3 separate regions of the Zea mays genome follow, and all the other regions are linked to region 3. A link is a contact called in public Hi-C data. All regions are on one chromosome and are shown on one strand. Each heading gives the region's core, a stretch centred on a gene start, on an enhancer-like site or on the middle of the called end of the contact. The rest is flanking DNA. Distances are from core to core; before and after follow the strand shown. Region 1 holds the start of LOC100273888 (Pentatricopeptide (PPR) repeat-containing protein-like). Region 2 holds the start of LOC103636520 (zinc finger protein ZAT4). Region 3 holds the start of LOC100285216.

Region 1 (3,072 bases), core at 232-2,731, 340 kb before region 3:
CACTCCCAGCTCCTTTCCCCAGCGACCAGACCCTTCCTAGCCCTCAGCCCTAGCCACAACCTCTTCCTGGTGGCGGTCCCTTCTCATGCTCCTTCCCTATGCCCTAGCCCCAACCCCTTCCTGGTGGCGGCCCCTTCTCATGCTCCTTCCCTATGCCCTAGCCCCTTCTCGGCAGCACCCCCTTCCCCCCTGCTGACCCAAGGACATGCTTTAAGATATGAAATTGGTTCCATTCAATCAGAAATATATGCATGATAAGGAAACATGGGCATATATCTGATACCTTAAATTTTGTGTTGGGTCTGCCACTGCTTGGCAGGCCAATCACGGTGATAAGAAAGAATGTTGAGTTGGGGCAGTGCCACAGTGGTGGTTTTTCTTCCCTCAGTTTACTGAGGTAGAGCTTAGGGTTCAACCTACACCGTTGGGAAGTTAAGATAATGACCTCTGATGGGATTCAGATATGATCTCGTTGGGATGGCAAAGGAGAGAAGCTTGGACAGTTGACCTTGAGCACTACAGCCCAGGTACCGAGCTACAGGGGGATACAAACTGGGAACACTAGCAATAGGTTTAGGCTGTATTCAGGGTTAAAGTAACCAGGCTAGCTAGCCAGGTAGGATATATTAGCCCAATTTTTGTGTTATACAATGAATCTAGTTAGTCCTAAAAGATATATGTCTAGAAAGGTGGTTAGCTACTGTGTTGGCAGCGAGAAAAACATAATTCAGAATGGCCAACCCAGCTATGGTGAATTGGCTTATCATAATCCTAAACTAGAGGGGAGGCTCTTGACTGCTGGCAACAAAGTGAAATGTTCATCATTGATTGTCGTTAAAGCAAATTATCTTCTGCTCAGTTCAGCCTTCTCGTGTCCAAAATTCAATAAATAAAGCCTGGTTACTTTATCAAATCAGAGGAGGCAATGAGGCATGCACGCATGGAAGTTAAGAAGGAAATGACACAAGGATGATCATATATAATTCATAAGGTTTGCTTCCAGGTTAGGAAGCACACACATCGCCGCCCCTAAACCTAAACTGAACCGTTAATTGTGTTACCGTCTCAATCAGCAAGGAGAGAGAGACGGGTGGATGTAGGCAGAACGTGTACCAGTTTCAGCAAGCCCCACAGCGCGTCGACCCCGGACTTGGAACCGGCGACGGTGCCGCTGCTGGCCGGGGAGGCGCTCGGCCCAATATGCTCGTCTGAAGCAAAGCGGAGCAGGGGCGCAACGGCTGTAAGGGGAAGCGCTCGAATCACAGGAACGGGAGAGATCTCATCTTCGGGACTCACCAGCGGCGGCGGCGGCGGTACGGTTGGAGGGAAGGCAACTCTGCGACCGCCGTCGTCGCAGTTTGGCGCGGTGGGACGAAACGAATCGGCGGGAACAGTGGTTGCGGGGGTGTGCCGGTGTGGTCGGCAGAGATGGCAATGGGCCCGGATCCACGGGGATGAGTTTTTTTTTTCTCATGGGATTTAAACAGACAAAATTATTTCCTGAACGGATAAACGGGAATTCTCCATCCCCATCCCCGCAGCGATCCGTTAGGGCTTGTTCGGTTTAAAAGAGTTTAAGAAAGTTCCTATTTAAATTTGTATAGAAGGAGATTGAATCTCCTTCAGGCCCTGTTCGTTTGTGTCCGATTGCATTTGGAATATCGTTCCACTTAAGGCCTTGTTCGTTTACATCGGATTGCACCCGGAATCGTTCCGGCTAATCAAAGTTTATATAAATTAGAGAAGCAATCCGGTTCGGAATCGTTCCGACCCACCAATCCGACACAAACGAACAAGGCCTAAAGTCTTGTTCGTTTCTATCGGATTGCACCCGAAATAGTTCCAGCTAATCAAAGTTTATATAAATTAGAGAAGCAATCCGGTTAGAAATCGTTCCGACCCACCAATCCGACACAAACGAACAAGTCCTAAACAAAGTTTATATAAATTAGAAAAACAATCCGGTTAGGAATCGTTCCGACCCACCAATCCGACAAAAACGAACAAGGCCTCAATCCCCCTCAATCCACCCCTAATCGAACAAGTCTTTACGCTTTATTTGGGTATAGAGGGATTGAAGTGTATTGAGGTGTATTGAAGAGAATTGAAAGAAAAATTAGTTTATATTACACTTAAATACACCACATACCACCTTCATCCACTCTAATCTGATATTACCCAAACAAGCTATTAGACGTAATATTGTTTTTTTGTACTAGTTAATGATAAAAATAAATAATTATATTTTCAAGAGACCATTTATTGTTATAAATATGCTCATTTTGATGTACATATAATATTATATATATATGACAATATGTATAAGTGATAATATTTTATATTAATAACAAAGTACATATGTTCTAATTATAATTTAAGTGGAGACGGGATCTCCGTCGGAGATTTATCCCCGCAGGGAATAGGGATGGGAAAGAAATATCCTCCACGAGCGTTTGTGGGAATCCCCGCGGGAAATTTTTTTTCTTCACGAGGATGGGGATGGGGAGCTATTGTCCGACAGAAAATTCCTCGTTGCTATCTCTAGTGGTCAGTGGTCGTGTAGTGTCACACCCAGATTTAAGAGATAAACATGGGTGCGTCTCATATATGCGTCCAATAAGAACATCACATATAATGACCAAGTGTATAGAGATAGATGTCACAAAAATTATTACATTGCAGAAGTGTCTTACAAAAATAAATGATAACAATAAAGCGAACTAATAATTATTCCTTGGCGTCATAAAGCTGACTGGGAGACGTCATGTAGACTAGCTCGTACTCCTTGTAGTAGACCTCCTCCTGAGCTATCTGCTCTTCACCTGTGGGGGTCTATATATCGCAAGGGTGAGCTCACAAAAGATCATAGCTCAACAAGTTGTGGGAAATAATGTGCATGAACTCATCAAAGGTGGGAGCTCAGGTGAAGTGTAAGGCTGATCAACAGATAATGGTTAAAGCTGGGTATTGCTTTTAATAAGTTGATCAAATTTTATTAGCAGTTACTAAATGTAATTATATACCAAACCAGAGTAATAATAGATCAAAAATAAAAATAAAATCACAATGCGA
Region 2 (3,072 bases), core at 149-2,648, 260 kb after region 3:
CTCGATGTTAAGATCTATGCCATCGAGCTATGGTGTCGAGTTCGGCGTTATAGATCTACGTCGAGGTTCCATCATGTCATGGTCACCGTAACCTCCACATCAATAATAGTTTGATGCCTCAATGCTATTACATATGATGTTGGGATGTGTAATCTCGGCTCCATAGGCCATGACAATTATCCTACTATTAGTTTCTTTAGAGATCTAAACGTGATTTTTCAAAAAAAAATGTGTGTGTATATGTATGTATGTAATCGACCAAGATGACATGAGGCCATGGTGGCCAGGTGGCAGTGCATCAAAAGGCCACAATCGTATCTTCGGGGGGAAAGGAAGTGGAGAGAAGAATGGCCAAAGATGTTTGTGGCCACAGCTTTGTGAGCCACATACTACCTCCAACAGTCTTAGGATGTCTCTAACAAAGGCTTATAAAGCATCATGTACACTAAACTTAGCATATGCAGCAGTGGGCAAGGCCGCCAGCAAGGAACGGTAAAGGGGCTATAAAATGTAGTGGTCGTTGAGAATCCTCTAAATCTAGTGAACGAGCAACGTTCGATATACAGGGCAGTTGTGTCCTCGTGCCTAGAGCACCGTCCGTGTTTTTGTCCTTGCCGTATTAAAAAAATGATTAGTAATGTATGTGATGTAATGTATGGTACCTGTGTTTGCGTCCTTGTTGTACTTAAGAAAACAATTACGTTGCTACAGATTGTTTTTTGATAGGCAAAAAATAATGGAAAATACAAATTCAGGTAACACTATAGATATAGATGACCAAATTTAGAGTACGTTGTTGGATATAAACAAGATATAAAGACGAAATCTTTTAGGAAGTGTTGTAAAGTATAGAGTATATTTTTTAGAGCATGCAATTTAGCGAACGCTGCTGGAGACAGCCTTAGTTATCTCACTTTATATTTCAAATTATACCGTCTAAATATTGTTTTACACATATACATGGTCTGCTGGGTATAGTCATGGTTGCGATCCAACCGTAGGATGATGAAACTACAACTGAACGGATGTGGTCCAGTGAAATCCTACGGCTGGATTCGAAAATAATGGCTAGTTTGGAAACCCTATTTTTCTAAGAGATTTTCATTTTCTCAAAAAAAATTAGTTTATTTTTCTTAGGAAAATAGAAATCTATTGGAAAAATTGTGTTTCCAAACTAGACTTAAGAGATGACGGCAACCATGACGATGACAGAGTGGGCTCATTGGAAAATCGGCCCGCCGGTGGCAAAGAAGCCCAGTTGGCGGCCCGGCCAGACACGGCAGTAACGGCACTCACTCGTTCCATCCGTGGCTTGCGTTGCGTTGCATTTTGCCGGCTCCACAGCAGCACATCACAGGGTGATTCGTTTTCTCTCTCCTGTCCGTTTGCTAATTTTGCTTGCTTGGTTGCATGCTGTGCTGAGATTTCTCCTGCCCAACGAACCGCGCGTATGCAGCATGACCTCCTCCTCCCTCGTCCCATCTGCTACTTTAGCTGCTCGTCACACACAGCAGCTTCCTCTCGCAAGCACGCTCGATCAGCCGCATGGATCCCGGCCGCCTCCATCTCCTTTCTTCTTCACTTGACCTCTTCTCCCCTTCCACCCACTTCCATTCTTGCCTACTTGCAGCTAGCTTTCTTGGCTGATCGATCTTGATCCGCCGCTGATGCGATCAAATAATAATCTGCTCTAGTTCCTTACCTTGATCGAAACATCATCAACGACGCATACCATGGGGGATGTGGGATGTGGCTGTGCTTGCTAGCAGCGCCACTCGGCACAGCTGCAAGGTGTGCCGGAAGGGCTTCCCCTGCGGCCGCTCGCTCGGCGGCCACATGCGTTCGCATTCCCTGGCCGACGAGCTGGACGACGAGGAGGAGCACCAACAGCGGCAAGGCCTTGATTGCGCGACGGCTCCGGGAGCAGGAGGTCACGGGCTGAGGGACAAGCCGAAGAAGACACGGCGCCTCTCGAGCCTCAGCGACTGCGGTGGCCGCGGTGACGTGTTTTCACCGTGTGAGTCGAACGTCGATTACCGCCGCGCGCGAGGCGGTGGCAAAGCGATGGAACTGGAGCGTGATTGGAAGCAGGAGGGCTTGATGCCGCCGCCGAGGCGTAGGCGCTCTATGCGTGTGCCGGCTCGCACGCCGCCGCCGACTGCCTTCGACAAGGAGCCGGAGGATGTCGCACTCTCCCTCATCATGCTGTCGTGCGACATCGTGGACCGTCGCGGTTGCTCCACGGCCGTGGGCGCCAAGTACTCGCCGGGAGAGGACAGCACGAGGCGAGATTATCAGTACGAGTACCACCACCATGACGCCGACTCCAACGACGGCACCAAAATCAACAAGAGGAAGCTCCATCACAGCGACGTTGGTGACGAGAAGCGGGGCCGGTACGAGTGCCCTGTATGCGGGAGGACGTTCCGGTCGTACCAAGCACTCGGCGGTCACCGCGCTAGCTACAAGCGGATCAATAGTAACTGTAGCATCGCCAAACCTATCCTTGACTACCAACCGGAGCCCAAGCCCAGCGTCGAGACCAACACTACCTCCATGGTTAGTAATAATAGGACGATTAAATTCGAGTGTCGCATCTGCTTTAGGGTGTTTAGCTCGGGACAGTCGCTCGGTGGACACAAGCGGTCACACTCGATCGCCGGTGAGCTCTATGAGCACGTACATTCTGTCGATGACGATGACGTTGGTGACGATGAGCAACCACTGATCTCTGATGAGTTTCTTGATCTCAATCTGCCAGCTCCAGGAGTTGAGGATTGAAATTTGGCTACTTAAGTCTTGATTTTCAGACGAAGTATGGATGTGGTACCTACATACTAGTGTGAACTATAGATTCAGGTTCAATCGATTCTTCGGAGCTTCAAGTTACGAGTGATCTAGATTCGGTGAGATGAACAATGATTGCTAATCTTCTTGGGTTCAAATTTCACTTATATTATGCATTTTACTAGTTTTTTTGTTTTGTTTTTCAGTATCTTTATATAGAGTGATAAGCATCTCATAATAAAGTGCTAAACCTGAGATAATTCAATGAAAGATTTTTAATTTTTA
Region 3 (3,135 bases), core at 259-2,758:
AGTTATATGTTTTTTGTGTATTCTACTTTCCTATGTTGAGATCCATACCAACAAGGTGTGTACTTTCCCCCTCTAAGCCAACTAGATGAAGAGGGATTTAGCCAACATGTGTCATAGATGTTTGTGCCCTAGATGTGTGGAACACATTTGGAAATTAGCTTGTATACATAACCAAATTCTACTTGAACAACCTGGCTAGATAGAGTCTGGTTGTTTTGATGCATCTAAGGGTTATTATGGATTGGATCCTAAGCTAGACTACTTTCACTAGGCAACAAATCTAACCTTGGGCAACTAAAACCTATTGCCTAAGAATATTGTCTAGCATGAAAGTTTGCGTGATGTCAAACCAAACAAGTCCTTACATCGAAAGTGATGTTTGCGTTCGTTGAACGTTCACATTGGATGCGTGTGAGGCACCATGTATACCACAAAACACAAGGAATTAATAGCTTTTATATATGTCCAAATCTTTACGTTTGACGGTTGTAGCTTATCTACGCAAACGATGCTTGCGTATGCCAAATGATACATTTCAAGGGCTGGACGTAGCACAAAACATGAGAAATAAATGTGTTTCTTGCTTCCTCAAGATGTCTCAAACTGGTTTTAGAAGATCGTCATAGCATTTGGATGCAAAGTATTCTAAGAGTATTGAATAAATATACTATGTTTTATTAAGATATTTTGGGTTTCAAAATCTGCTAGGTGGTTAGATACAATAAACCTCCTCGTTTAAAACTATGATTTTATAACGATCTTTTCGAAGTTTTAGATGGTTTGACAAAGCTATCCGGCGTGAGCCACAAGCTTCCAACTTAGTATAAATAGAGAAGTGATTCTTCTTAGTTCTCTACCAGAATCTAATTATATTTTAAATGTTCGGTAGAGATCTGCGGATTGTGAAATGGCTGGGGATGGAGCTTTGCTAAATTGAACCTTAGAAACTCTCATCTTAAGCCTTTTCGGCTTTTCCCCTCATAAACCACATTTTTATATATCTTTGATTATAAATGATATCTTTATACGATATTTGTCTAAACGTCGTCCAAACAGCTTAAGGATATGGTTGAAGCGTAGAACTTTTTATGTTTCTATATTATTTTTTTTTATAAAAGTAAACTGATTTTCGTAAGGATTTCACATGTACAAGGTTAACACTTTAAGGTCTTGTTTGATACTTTAGTATTCATCTAAATCTACATGACTACATGTATTAAGGTATATTAGATATAAATTAAACTAATTTACAGTCTAACCTATTTTAATATATATGAATTAGAATGGTTATTAGAGTACCAAATAAAACCAAAAAACTAGTTTAGGAACCTATTTTTTAAGAGATTTTTATTTTTCTAAGAAAAATTAATTTATAAAAAATAGAGTTTCTAAACTAGCCCTAAATATGCAAGTAGCTGGTCTATTTTCCTCCACTTTAGCCAAAAAAATTTTTTTCCGCCTGTTCCGTTCATCTTTCCTTGTCCTTCGTACCCCGTCCGTCCGGTTCATCTCTCTCTCTCGCTCGCTCTCAGCCTTCCTTCCCTGGCGGCAACGCCTGGGCGGACGAGCGCCGTCGCCCTGCCAGTTCTTCGTCGGTCCCTTCGCCTGTGATTGGCGCCGCGTCTTCTTTGGATTTCGGCCCTTTCGCGCTGGGGACTAGCGCCCACCAGGTATGCTCGCCCCTTCTCTTCCTTCCTGCTGTTCGAAACCCACTCACTACCTCTAATGTATGCTATTCCTATTCGGATCTGACACAATTACATGTATATACACTTCAATTTCTTCTGCAAAAAAACTACAAAATAAATTATCGGGTGTATATGTGCGCACCATGTCATACGCTGGGGCTGGGTCCGCCCCTGCGAGCAGCAGTGTAGCTGAAACATATCGAAACTGGTATTTTGGTACACTAGTTGACTTGCTAGTTTAATTATCTTCTGATTGTTAGTTTCGATGTTTGATTAATCCATGATAAATAGCATCCATGATAAATAGCGCTATGGTAGGTCCTGTGGTTGGGAGGCTGCCGACCAGGGTCCAAATCCTGGCGTGCACGAAAAAGGTCCCTCGCTGTGTAACTGTCTACTGAGGTATACGTGCTGCAAGAGCGTCCTGTGCAGCCAGTTTTCAGGGCCTATTCCCGACCTGCAGTCGATGAAATTTCTGGCTTTCTGCCTTCGTGATACCAATCCCCTAGGGGTCGAGTTTTTTTTAAAGAAATTATACATAACATCTCAAACGTGGTACTGATCTGCTGCAGGAGCAAGATTGAAGCCTTGAAGGGCTATATAGGGTTGGGCACGGTTGACCTGATCGACTGAAACTGAAATGGCATTGGTGGTGAAGCGGTACCGATGTACGCACTCCGTGAGCTGTGCTTGCCTCAAGGGCCATGTCAGGGAGGATGCAATGTATCTCGTGTTTAAACACATGAACTGGAACCCGAAGATGATTGCTATCTTATCAAGTGTATGTAAGTGGTTCGATGAATTTGCCAAGAGGGTGCTCTGGAAGGAATTCTGCCATGCCAGGGCACCAAAGATGATGAAGGATTTGCACTCTGACGGAAGTCATATCGTTGATGGCAACTGGAAGGCCCTAGGGAAGCTTCTTATCTATTGCGCAGGGTGCCCTAGTGGAGACCTGTTCAGTAATATCCATGACCCAGTCCCGGGGCACTTTGTCTACAGAACCCGTTTTTCTAGGACATTGGGGAAGAGCTTACTGGCGCCACAGTGCAGGTCTGATGCGTTGTATGTCTCAGAGTCCTGTGAACATCTTGACCAGGGCGAGGAAGGTGACTTGGGCCTCTTCCGGGGTATCTTCAAGTCGTTTGCTGCGTCGAAGATGAAGAAAATGTTGATTGAGAGGCAGGCAAACTTCCATTTGAATAAGATGTGTCCTTATTGTAAGACAAAGCTATGGGACTTGATGCAACCAAATATGATACCAAGTAGTGCCGCCGTGAGATTGGGTGCGGAAGATGGTTCTGTTGAGTACTATGTATGCCTTAATGGGCACATCCTTGGTTCATGCACTCTGATACCCATCTCTGATTCTGAGGGCACAAAGGAAGAGTGATCAAGACTTGATTTAGGTATTTGCATACTTATGCTTTCTTTTCTTTAACATGTT

Evidence for each region. A called contact is a pair of places that touch in the nucleus more often than the background predicts.
Region 1: a contact with region 3 is called in a Hi-C map of leaf, with 6 times the contacts expected there. The contact joins the promoter of LOC100273888 here to the promoter of LOC100285216 in region 3. A contact is called at or near these places in 2 of 25 Hi-C or Micro-C datasets (ear and leaf).
Region 2: a contact with region 3 is called in a Hi-C map of leaf, with 6 times the contacts expected there. The contact joins the promoter of LOC103636520 here to the promoter of LOC100285216 in region 3. A contact is called at or near these places in 2 of 25 Hi-C or Micro-C datasets (ear and leaf).

Annotation. Positions count from the first base shown.
Region 1 is chr1:75,731,836-75,734,907 of Zm-B73-REFERENCE-NAM-5.0, reverse strand. LOC100273888 (Pentatricopeptide (PPR) repeat-containing protein-like) reads right to left here and starts at 1,481. Exons shown (of 4, transcript NM_001360483.1): 1 at 1,297-1,481.
Region 2 is chr1:75,130,016-75,133,087 of Zm-B73-REFERENCE-NAM-5.0, reverse strand. LOC103636520 (zinc finger protein ZAT4) reads left to right here and starts at 1,398. Exons shown (of 1, transcript XM_008658867.2): 1 at 1,398-3,072. The coding sequence starts at 1,741. The coding sequence ends at 2,781.
Region 3 is chr1:75,392,467-75,395,601 of Zm-B73-REFERENCE-NAM-5.0, reverse strand. It overlaps LOC100285216, which reads left to right and starts at 1,508. Exons shown (of 3, transcript NM_001158110.1): 1 at 1,508-1,670; 2 at 2,261-3,097. The coding sequence starts at 2,329. The coding sequence ends at 3,081.